Linked DNA regions of Arachis hypogaea: region 1 is linked to region 2. A link is a contact called in public Hi-C data. All regions are on one chromosome and are shown on one strand. The core of a region is the stretch at or near the end of the contact, and the rest is flanking DNA. Distances in the headings are between cores, read along the strand shown. Region 1 holds the start of LOC112743596 (protein OCTOPUS-like). Region 2 has its middle 18 kb from the start of LOC140178311.

Region 1 (5,544 bases), core at 259-2,758, 100 kb after region 2:
TATATTTTAACAGATTTAGATAGGTTTGAGAAGTCTTATAAACTATTCTGTGAGTCTAGACTTAGCCTATTAATAAAATTAGATTTTTAGATCGGTCAAAACCTAAAACTATTTTATGACAGCTCAGGCTAGACCAAGTCGAATGCAAGCTAAGTTACAGGTCTTTCAAAGACCTGATCTATTTTCATTCCTAAAGTTGTGTTTAATTTTGAGAACAAGACAAGATAAGATATTAAAAACAGGATACAAAAGACAATGACATAAAAATTAGTATTTTTATATTTTGTTTAGGAATGAACTGAATATAAGATATAACAAATCATAAATAATCTAATTAACTTTTGTTTTTTGTTCACACAAAATAAAATAATAAAAAATATAATTATAAAAATTTGATAATAATAATAAAAAATAAAATATATTTTATTTAATATTTCTACATTTTTTTATTAAATAGGACACAATACATTAATTTAATATTTTAAAACATAATAATTTTTTTCTATATTTCATCACAATTTTATGTCTCAATAGCAGGGAAATTGGTAGTTGGTTCAACTCCGAGCAAAACTTCATTGAAGAATTTTAATCATATTTTAAATTTGTCTAAAAGTGTGAAAGTATATCGTTAATTAATATATTCGAGGAGTAAAAATTTTCCACTGAGGTCAACAATTGTTTTTTAACACAACAACAACAACAACATGCTATCACAATATGTAATAAGAAATAATAAACTGATGTTACTATTTACTACTAAAAAAAAAATATTATCAGATAATATCACTTATTTTTTTACAAAGTGATGATATAGATATAGATATATATTAAAAAAATTATATATAAAATAACATTAAAATAAAATAGTATAATGTACTATTACAGTATTAATGAAAAATAATAAATTGATATTATTGAATATTGTATTTTTTATAAATTAATACAAATATACATTTAAAAAATAATACTCAAAATGACATTAAAAATAGCAATATTATTACGGTACTATTTATAAAATATAGACATTCTGTTGAATTGTCTCAGACACATTTTAAATACGATATTCGTCTGTATGCGTGTCTGTCGTATCTAATCATATCTTAATAAAAATTAAAATTTTTTTATCAGACACATTTAGACATATCTAAATATTATCACTTATCAACATGTCCAATTTTATTCTTAACATGTATTTTTACAATAAATTTAAAAATAAAATATATATTATTATTTATTAAAATAATTAAAAAATTATTTTATATTTTAATATCAATAAAATATTAAAATATAATTATAATTTATCTAAAAAATATTTTATATTTTATATATACACGGTATTTTTATTATATTTTATAAAAATTTAAAATTCATATATATATATATATATATATATATATATATATATATTCTGTATTAGTGTCCGTACACATTAATATATTAAACGGAGAATTGAATTGTTGTATTTATGGCCATGTAATATAGGCTCTGTTTTAAGCCCTTTTAATGTATTTTGTTGAGCTTTCTGGATGGTTCACAAAATCACAAAATTGACACAAAATCTGTATCTCTTCACTTTCTCTGTGTCCGTTGGGAACCAAACAGTGCCTTCTCTCTCCTCTCTCTCTCTATCTTTCCCTTTCTCCCCTTTCCCTTTCTCTGTCAAAGACACAGACACACAGACAAAGCAAGCAAAACACACACACACACACACACTCCCTCACTCACTCACTACCTCACTCTTTCTCTCTTTCTTCTCTCTCTCTCTCTCTCTCTCCCCCCCCCCCCTTCTCTTTCACTCGTTACTCCCACCGGAACATGACCACATTTTTAACCGCCAACTTCACACACCACCATTTCCGGGTATGAATCCCACAACCCAATCCAACCCCTCACTACAACCCAACCAGCAACTGCACCAGCTTCAGCATCACCAGCAGCAAGCATTGTTTCCGCCGCCGTTACCTCCGGCACCGCCGCTGCACCAGCAACAACCGCCGCAACTTCTGCAGCCTCACCGTCCTTCCACATCTTGCGATCGCCACCCACAGGAGCAGTTCACCGGATTCTGCCCCTCATGCCTCTGCGAGCGCCTCGCCGTGCTCGATCCCAACGGCACCGCCGCCAGCTCCTCCTCCTCCGGCCCCCGCAGGTCCACCTCTTCCTCCACCGCCGCCGCCGCCCTTAGAGCCATCTTCCGCCCGTCCGCATCCGGCAGCAACCGCGGAAACCGCCCGCCGCCGACCTCATCCTCGTCCTCCTCGTTCTTCCCTGAGCTCCGCCGTACAAAATCCTTCTCCGCCTCGAAGAACAACGAGGGCTTCTTCTCCGGCGCATTTGAGCCTCAGAGAAGATCTTGTGACGTTAGGGTTCGCAGCACTCTATTCTCTCTCTTCAACCAAGACGACGAGCGCAAAATCCCCAAAAAAGAACCCTCCGTCGAGGTTGAAACCAGAAACCTCGCTTCCTCTTCCACTATAGTTCAAGCTCCGGTCACCTTAGAAGAAGAATCAGAATCAGAATCAGAGAGCGCTTCTGTTCTGGAGGAAGAGATTCAAGAGCAAGAAGAAGAAAATGATCAAAACGAAGACGAAATTAGGGTTCTAGAAGGACCTACAAATGCGGTAGTTCCCAACATTGTGACAGAAGAGAGGGTTGCAGTTACAGAAATCGTGGAAGAAGAACCTGAACTCCAACCAGAACCGGAAATTGTGGTTGTTCCGGAAGAGGAATTGCTGAAGCCGATGAAGGAACATATCGACCTGGATTCGAACGCTAAGAAGAGTTCCGGCCGCGATTTCAAGGGTAGCTTCTGGTCTGCAGCCTCAGTGTTCAGCAAGAAGCTGCAGAAATGGAGGCAGAAGCAGAAGCTGAAGAAGCAGCGCTGCCGAAATGGTGCCCTGGGCTCCGGCACCACGCTGCTGCCTGTGGAGAAGCCCATTGGCAGGCAATTCCGTGAGACGCAGTCGGAGATCGCTGACTATGGGTTCGGCAGGCGGTCCTGTGACACCGATCCGCGGTTCTCGCTGGACATTGGACGGATGTCATTTGAGGCCGGTAGGGTGTCATTGGACGACCCGAGGTATTCTTTCGATGAGCCGAGGGCGTCGTGGGATGGGTACCTCATAGGGAGGACATTTCCTCCTCCGAGGATGCCTTCAATGTTGTCTGTGGTGGAGGATGCTCCTGTTCATCAGGTCCTGAGGACTGATACTCAGATTCCTGTGGAGGAGCCTGTGAATGTTATGATGAATGCTATCATTGAGAATGCTGATCAGGCTAAGGTCCCCGGTGGCACTTTGCAGACTAGGGAGTATTATTCTGATAGTTCCTCCCGGAGGAGGAAGAGCCTTGATAGGTCTAGTTCAATTAGGAAGACTGCAGCTGCGGTTGTGGCTGAGATGGATGAGTTGAAGCCTGTTTCTGGTGCAATTCCGGTTGCAAATGCCAAGGTAACTCCTGCCGTTGGCATTGGTGGAGTGGGAGGTGGTGTTGGTATTGGTATTGGTATCGGTATCGGTGGTGGTGTTGATTTGTCGCATCATGGGCCGAAGGCCGTGTTCCCTGATAGGGACTTGAGGGACAGGGATTCAAACTCGAATTCCTTGAGGGATGATCACTCTGAGACCTTTGAGTTGGGGTCTAGAGATGCAGCTGGGATCAATGGGGAGCGGAAAGGGGCTAAGAAGTCATTCAGGTGGAGTAAGGCGTGGAACATTTGGGGCTTGATTAACCGGCGAGGAGGTGGGGGTAATAAGGACGATGATGAGGAGAATAGGTATGGTAGAGGAAATGGCGGGAACGGTGTGGAGCGATCTTTTTCCGAGTCATGGCAGGAGTTTAGAGGTGAGCGGAACGGGGATGTTAGAGGCATATTCAATAGGAATGCGTTGAGGAGCAACAGCAGTGTTAGTTGGAGGAATGCACCAGCTTTTGGAGGTGGAGTTGGAGCGTTGGCGGCCATGAGGAAGAGTGATGTTCAGGCTAATGGGCATGGGAAGAAGGGCAGGGATGAGGTTGTTTTGGAAAGAAATAGGAGTGCAAGGTATTCTCCTAACAACAACAGCATAGACAATGGCCTGTTACGGCTTTACTTGACGCCGATGCGTGGCAGCCGGAGAAATTGGCCCGGGAAAGGCAGGTCTAACCAGGCACATTCCATTGCTAGAAGTGTACTTGGATTGTATTAAAGAATGAAGGTCCATAGTTCTTTGGTTTGTTGATGGTGTTGTTAGATTTTGCTGCATTTGTTGTGTAAAACACACGTCTATGTATTCTTGGTTGGTTGGTTGGATAAAAAAGCACCCTGCATTTCTTTTACAGTAATTAGCATGTTACCCCTAAACTCAATAACAATAATTTTCAGTGGTTTCTTTTTTTACTTTAACTATATGACCATGATGTTAATTAATGGCTTGATTCTCTTTCCCTCTCTTAAGTTCAATGGTGGTTTTTGCTTTTATTGCCAAAAAAAGCATGATAGAATATATGACGCTCCTGAAAATTATGCCTAGGCTTTGGACACAATATGGTTGCTTTTTATGTCTTTATGCTGCAAAAGGGTAGCCGGATGGTGTTTGGTTGGAAGGGCTTATAATTTTGGGAGCATATTAACTTGAATTTTTGGCATGTTATGGATTTTCCTGCAAAAAGTGATAACTAGGTGGGCTCATGCCACCTGGTTTTGCTGTTTGTCATAAGTTGTAGTTTTGAGTACAACAGGATAACTTTGTTCGAGTGCTTTTTTCACCCTTGATATCAATTAATCAAACTTTATTACATGTGATTTCCGACCATGGTCCCAACGAACACATCACTTAGCTTATCTTTGTCATGTCAATGTGTTTTATGTTCATTCAATGCTCTTGTCACTTAAGGTAAACTTTGTACCTTGGAATTATCTACAGTAAGTAGTTCTAATGATGAGCTTCGACTTCTTTAAACCAACTACCAAATTTCTAAGTCGGTAATGTTAGGAGATTGTTATGATACGTGCACACAGCTATGTTAGTGTGCCCTTACATTTCAACAAGAATATATTGAACAAATTCTTTAAAGAATGGGATATCGAGTATTTTGTTAAGGTGAGAAAGTAAGAATAGGTAAATACAAAACAGTTATAAGGTGAGAAATTGTCGGCTCTCATTGTCGTGTAAAAATACATTGGAATAGAAAATATATATTAAAATAAATTAAACGTCACATGTATTTATTTATAAATATATAATTTATTTATAAATATATAATGTTGATTTAGTGGTTGATTGTTTGTGTATGCATAATATTTTAAAAAAATAAATAAAAAGTATTTGGAACATATTTATAAATATATAATGTTGATTTAGTGGTTGATTGTTTGTGTATGCATAATATTTTAAAAAAAAAAATAAAAAATATTTGGAACATAGGTGACAAAAATAAAGATGCTTTTACACTTATGAACTAATGTACAACTGCTAAAGAGAATTAACATAGGTGATAAAAGTTTGGAACATATTAAGAAAGAATGAGTTTGAGTAATCTCATTCGTCATAGAAAATACTTTTT
Region 2 (4,818 bases), core at 2,108-4,607:
ACCATATCAGTATCACCACATGGACCATTGTAATAAAAGGTTTATTATTATTATTATTATTATTATTATTATTATTATTATTATTATTATTAGAGTACACACCCAAAGTAGTTCCTAACTAATTTCAAAACAGGTACTTTAATCCCTAATCACTTTTTATTATTTTAAAAGTACTTAAAAATTATACCTGTTAACATATTAATCCATCTATCATTTTCAATAAAAAAAATTTAATATACATATTAAGCAAATAACTCCTTAATAAATTTTATTATAAGATAATTAAATTTTTGATAAATATTTTTATAAGACAAATTAATTTTTTTGTAGAAAAACCAATCCGTTTCAAAAACTTAAAATAACAAAAATTTATTTAAAATTATAGTTAATTTAAAATTTTTCAGAAATTAATTTAAATATTTATTATTATTATTATTACATACTGCACATTTTCCAGTTCTCTAAACAAAACCTCTATCCTATTTCAGGCTTTCTTTTAATAAATAAAAAATATATATTTTACCATTTTATACTAAAATATAAATATCTATTATTTTACGTAATATTTGTCAATTTTATCGTTAATGCCTACGAAATGGAGAAAGAAAATATAAGTTTTCAATTTCTCAGGTAATGCCAGCGATATTAGACTAATAAAAAATAAATTATTACATTTTTTATTTTTAAGTTAATAATTAATTTTAAAACATAAATGTTAATAAAAAAATTAAAACAAATAAAAATACAAATTTAAAATTTGTATTTTTAGTTTAAATTTTAAAAAATTTATGTTTTTATAAACTTATGAATTTAAAATAGAATGATAAACGATTTTTAAAAATTTATTAAAAATTATTTTTTGACTTATTAGTATCTAAAGAATCATTTTTGAGACTTTAATATTAAAAAATTAATATAAAATACAACCCTTTAAAATAGTATAAGAACTTAAACTTGAAAAGTTATATCAATCAAATTATCATTTAATTTGTAAAATTAAGTGTGGAATAAACCTTAACTTTGACGGCGTTATGCGTTACTTCTAACTCCGAAAAAACTAAGTTTGAGTTATTATATCATCTTGGAGGGCTAATTTATATTAACTTTTCAACTTCAAAAATTGCAGTAATATTTTTTTAAATGTTAACGAGTCAAAAGATTATTTTTAATAAATTTTTAAAAATTATTTATAGTTTTATTTTAAATTTACAAATTTGTAAAAGTACAAATTTTTTGAAATTTGAACTAAAACACAAATTTTAAATTTTTTTTTATTCATTTTAGTTTTTTTATATTTTATTTAAATTTAAACAAAAAATATTTTTTATTAATATATATTTATATTTTAAAGTTAGTATAGAATAAATAAATAATTAACTTATGTTAATAATCTGTTTTTTTGCTAGTCTAATTTTGTTGGTACTTCTTATGAAATTAAAAATTTATATTTTCTTATTTCTATTTCGCAGGCATTACATGCAAAATTGAGTATACGCAAAATTGATAAATATTACGTAAAATGGTAAATATTTATATTTTAATATAAAGTAGTACATATGATTTTTTTTTTTTTTTAAGAAAATAGCCTTCTCAGAATTTTCTGTTCTTTCCTATTAGAAAATGACAAAAATCTTAAAAGAAGCATGGAAAAGCTCATTCTCACTGTCCAATTTTTCTTTTTAAAGAAAAAAAAATAAAAAAAGGAGGGGACACAAAACCATTTAGTCTGCAATGCCGAATCTTCAGTTGCTCACTACTAGAGAACAGAAAATAAAGATTAAAAAATTTGGGTCTCTCCAAATCACGAAGTGTTATCTTCCTGTAATCTTTCTTTGCATGCTTGAATAGTGCTAATCACCTACTTTTTCATGTCACACAAATAAAATATTTGCACACCAATTTTTCTATATATAGACTGCAAAATCTAAGGTATATAACCCTCACAAATTCAGATAAGATCTTGCTGTCTCATGTGTATGTATTATTTTACTCCTTAAACTCGCATCTGCAATTAAAAATTGGCTGTATTCCATTCAATATTGTGTTATGTGCACATAATCTGAGTTATAAAGTTAATTATATAACTAATAAAATTAAACTATTGCTTGAACAAGTACATGTGACAATATAGATGTTTTAAAAAATTGGAATATATGTTAAAGCACAATGCTACTTATCTAGATACATTATTAAAAAATTTATGTCTATCTAAGAAACAAATTAATTAACATTTATTTAATACTTACCATTGATTTTCTTATTAAATATTAGACTAGTCTCTATCAATTTTAATTTAGAGTGTGGTTAAATGAAAAAGTTTATCTTTACTTAACCAACTGTTTAGAATTCAAAATTAATTACTATATTCAAGATAAATGCTTCGATCATAGAAGGAAAAAAAAAAAGACTTCTACTATCAATTTTAAACAAATCAAAGTATGTAATTTTTCTTTTTCACTGTAGGAAATATTTTTATATATTCCTGAATAATAAAAGAGGATTCGGAATAAGCTATGATATCCTTCAACAGCCAATACACATACATGGACATGTACGATGTGCAATTGAAATTTTTTGTGTGAGGTTATAATATAAAAAATGGTACCTGTATATAAAAAATTAATTATTAAATTAGTTATTATATATTTGTATATAAATATATATTATTTTATTTATTTTAATATATATTTTATATTTCACTATGTATTTGATGCTGGTGACTAATCTAATTTAGCGATTAATTTTTAGTGTACACGTAGGGCGATTGGTATTATAATACTATTTATATTCATAATATGCACATGTAGACAGATTATTGTGAAGATATCTTGTGCATAAATCCTGGGATGTGACTTTATGTTTATGAATTGAAGTTTGAAAGGGGCTAGTTCAAATATGAATGAGGCAAGAAAACACAAACATGCACCCCATTATTGAAAAAAATTACACTTTACATGTTGGAAGAAAAAAATACTATGTGGGGTGATGTATATATGTATCTTATTATTAGTGGATGCATGATAGGGAAGTGAGTGGCAAATAAAGAGAACAAAGTAAAAGATGGGGCCACAACCTAAAGGGGAAGAATTTTTGTCCCAAAATATGTTACTATTAATATATGTCCCACCAAATAATTAGAAAACACATGCATATGTATAAATGCATATATCCACTTTGGATATTGGAGAAATTATATAAGATTCTATTCAGATCATGAACCAACCAAATTATTAGATGATTAAGCATAGAAAGACAAATCAAAACCCCATTTGTGTGTGACATGATGCATATACAGTTTGAGAGAGACAAAAACCAACCACAAATTAATAATAATATATTTAATTTGTTTTTGTGGGAAGAAGGAAAAGGGTGTGTAGGTAGGAGAGAGGACATGGGAACACTTTACGCCTCATTCCATCGTCACTATACACTATGCATACGTTAGCAATCTTCTTTCTTCAGTTCCACTACCACAAGTAGTTTTCAAGTAAAATAAACATTTATTATCAAGAGATACATCAATATGTATATGCCTCATGAGATTTATGAGAGATTATTAACTATTAAACCAGTTATAATAATAATAATTGACTCCTACCAACATAGATATTTGTTGTTGTTTAAAACTCTGCCGATTTGCAATAACAAAGACTTCCATATATGTTATTATAAATATAGTTATCGGTAAAGATCTATTTTAATTAATGGTCACAAAAAATATATAATTATCGCAAAAAATAAGTTAATAAATAAAATAGATATTGATTATGATGTTTTATAGATGGACTTGACGTTTTAATCCTTTTCTTCTGTAATGTACTTTATAAGGAAAAGCTAACTGGTTCGATTGAAAATAAAATTTAAGTGTGGAATACAACAATATAAAAGACTAAGCATAAAACTCCTTTGTTTTTTCAAAGGAAAGAAGAAACTAGAGATATTATAACTAATATAGTAGACTAATAACTAATTTGCTCTGATGAATCTCCATATATAGTTCAACTATTAATGTTTATACTTTGAAGAAAAATATACGGTAAATCAACCAAAGTATGTTCTAATTATTTAATCATTGATTGGATTACTCTTTAAATTTGTTAACGACAAAATACTTTTAAAATATTATAAAAAGCGATAAAAATAACAAAAAAAATAATATTTTTATAAATAACAAGTAAATTTTGTATTTAACAAATTGTTTGTGTATTTGGTCAAAAATTTTGTGAGAATATTTAAATAATTATTTTAAAAATATATATAAAAAATAAAACTAAAATTTGATCTCTTTATTTTTTTTATTTTTTCCGCTTAAGGAATTCACAAAAAAAAATCCACTAATAAAAAACCCGAAATGATAAAGATAAAAATATCTTTTTTTAATTATGTTTGTAAAATCTGCATCGAGAATTGCATCGAAAATCTCTGAAGTTCTTTTCGAATTATTATTATTATGTTTTAGAATATTTTGAAGATATTTCTGAGTAATTTAGTAATTTAATTAAGGGGTTTTCTGGTTATATATAATTTTTCATGAAAATTTTGTACAAAAAAATACACAAGTACAAGAAGATTAATTATAAGATGATGTGTGTATTTTGTGATGGCGAAAGGTGGTATGAGTGAGGGTCCTCACTCCTTTCACCTTCACATGCATTCAAATATTATTCATTGGACAAATAATGGGCCACGCGTGTGTTAAAGTGAGGAGAGAGAATTGAATTGAATTGATGAAGAGAAACATTAATTGAGAGAACCCGTGATATGCAACTGAAAGGGATCAAATCAAAGAGGTTTTATTTATTGCATTGCATATATTTT

What was found. Hi-C and Micro-C count contacts between places; a contact is called where the count stands out from the background.
Region 1: a contact with region 2 is called in a Hi-C map of an unstated tissue, with 4 times the contacts expected there. The contact joins the promoter of LOC112743596 here to the enhancer-like site in region 2. A contact is called at or near these places in 5 of 8 Hi-C or Micro-C datasets (leaf and an unstated tissue).

The regions. Positions count from the first base shown.
Region 1 is chr14:102,157,697-102,163,240 of arahy.Tifrunner.gnm2.J5K5, forward strand. It overlaps LOC112743596 (protein OCTOPUS-like), which reads left to right and starts at 1,509. Exons shown (of 1, transcript XM_025792876.3): 1 at 1,509-4,384. The coding sequence starts at 1,527. The coding sequence ends at 4,187.
Region 2 is chr14:102,052,889-102,057,706 of arahy.Tifrunner.gnm2.J5K5, forward strand. No RefSeq gene overlaps it. Among protein-coding and RNA genes, the nearest start is that of LOC140178311, 18 kb to the right of the region's middle. Within about 2 kb of position 3,358, at least 2 of the 3 cell types and tissues checked have open chromatin away from gene starts, as enhancers often do.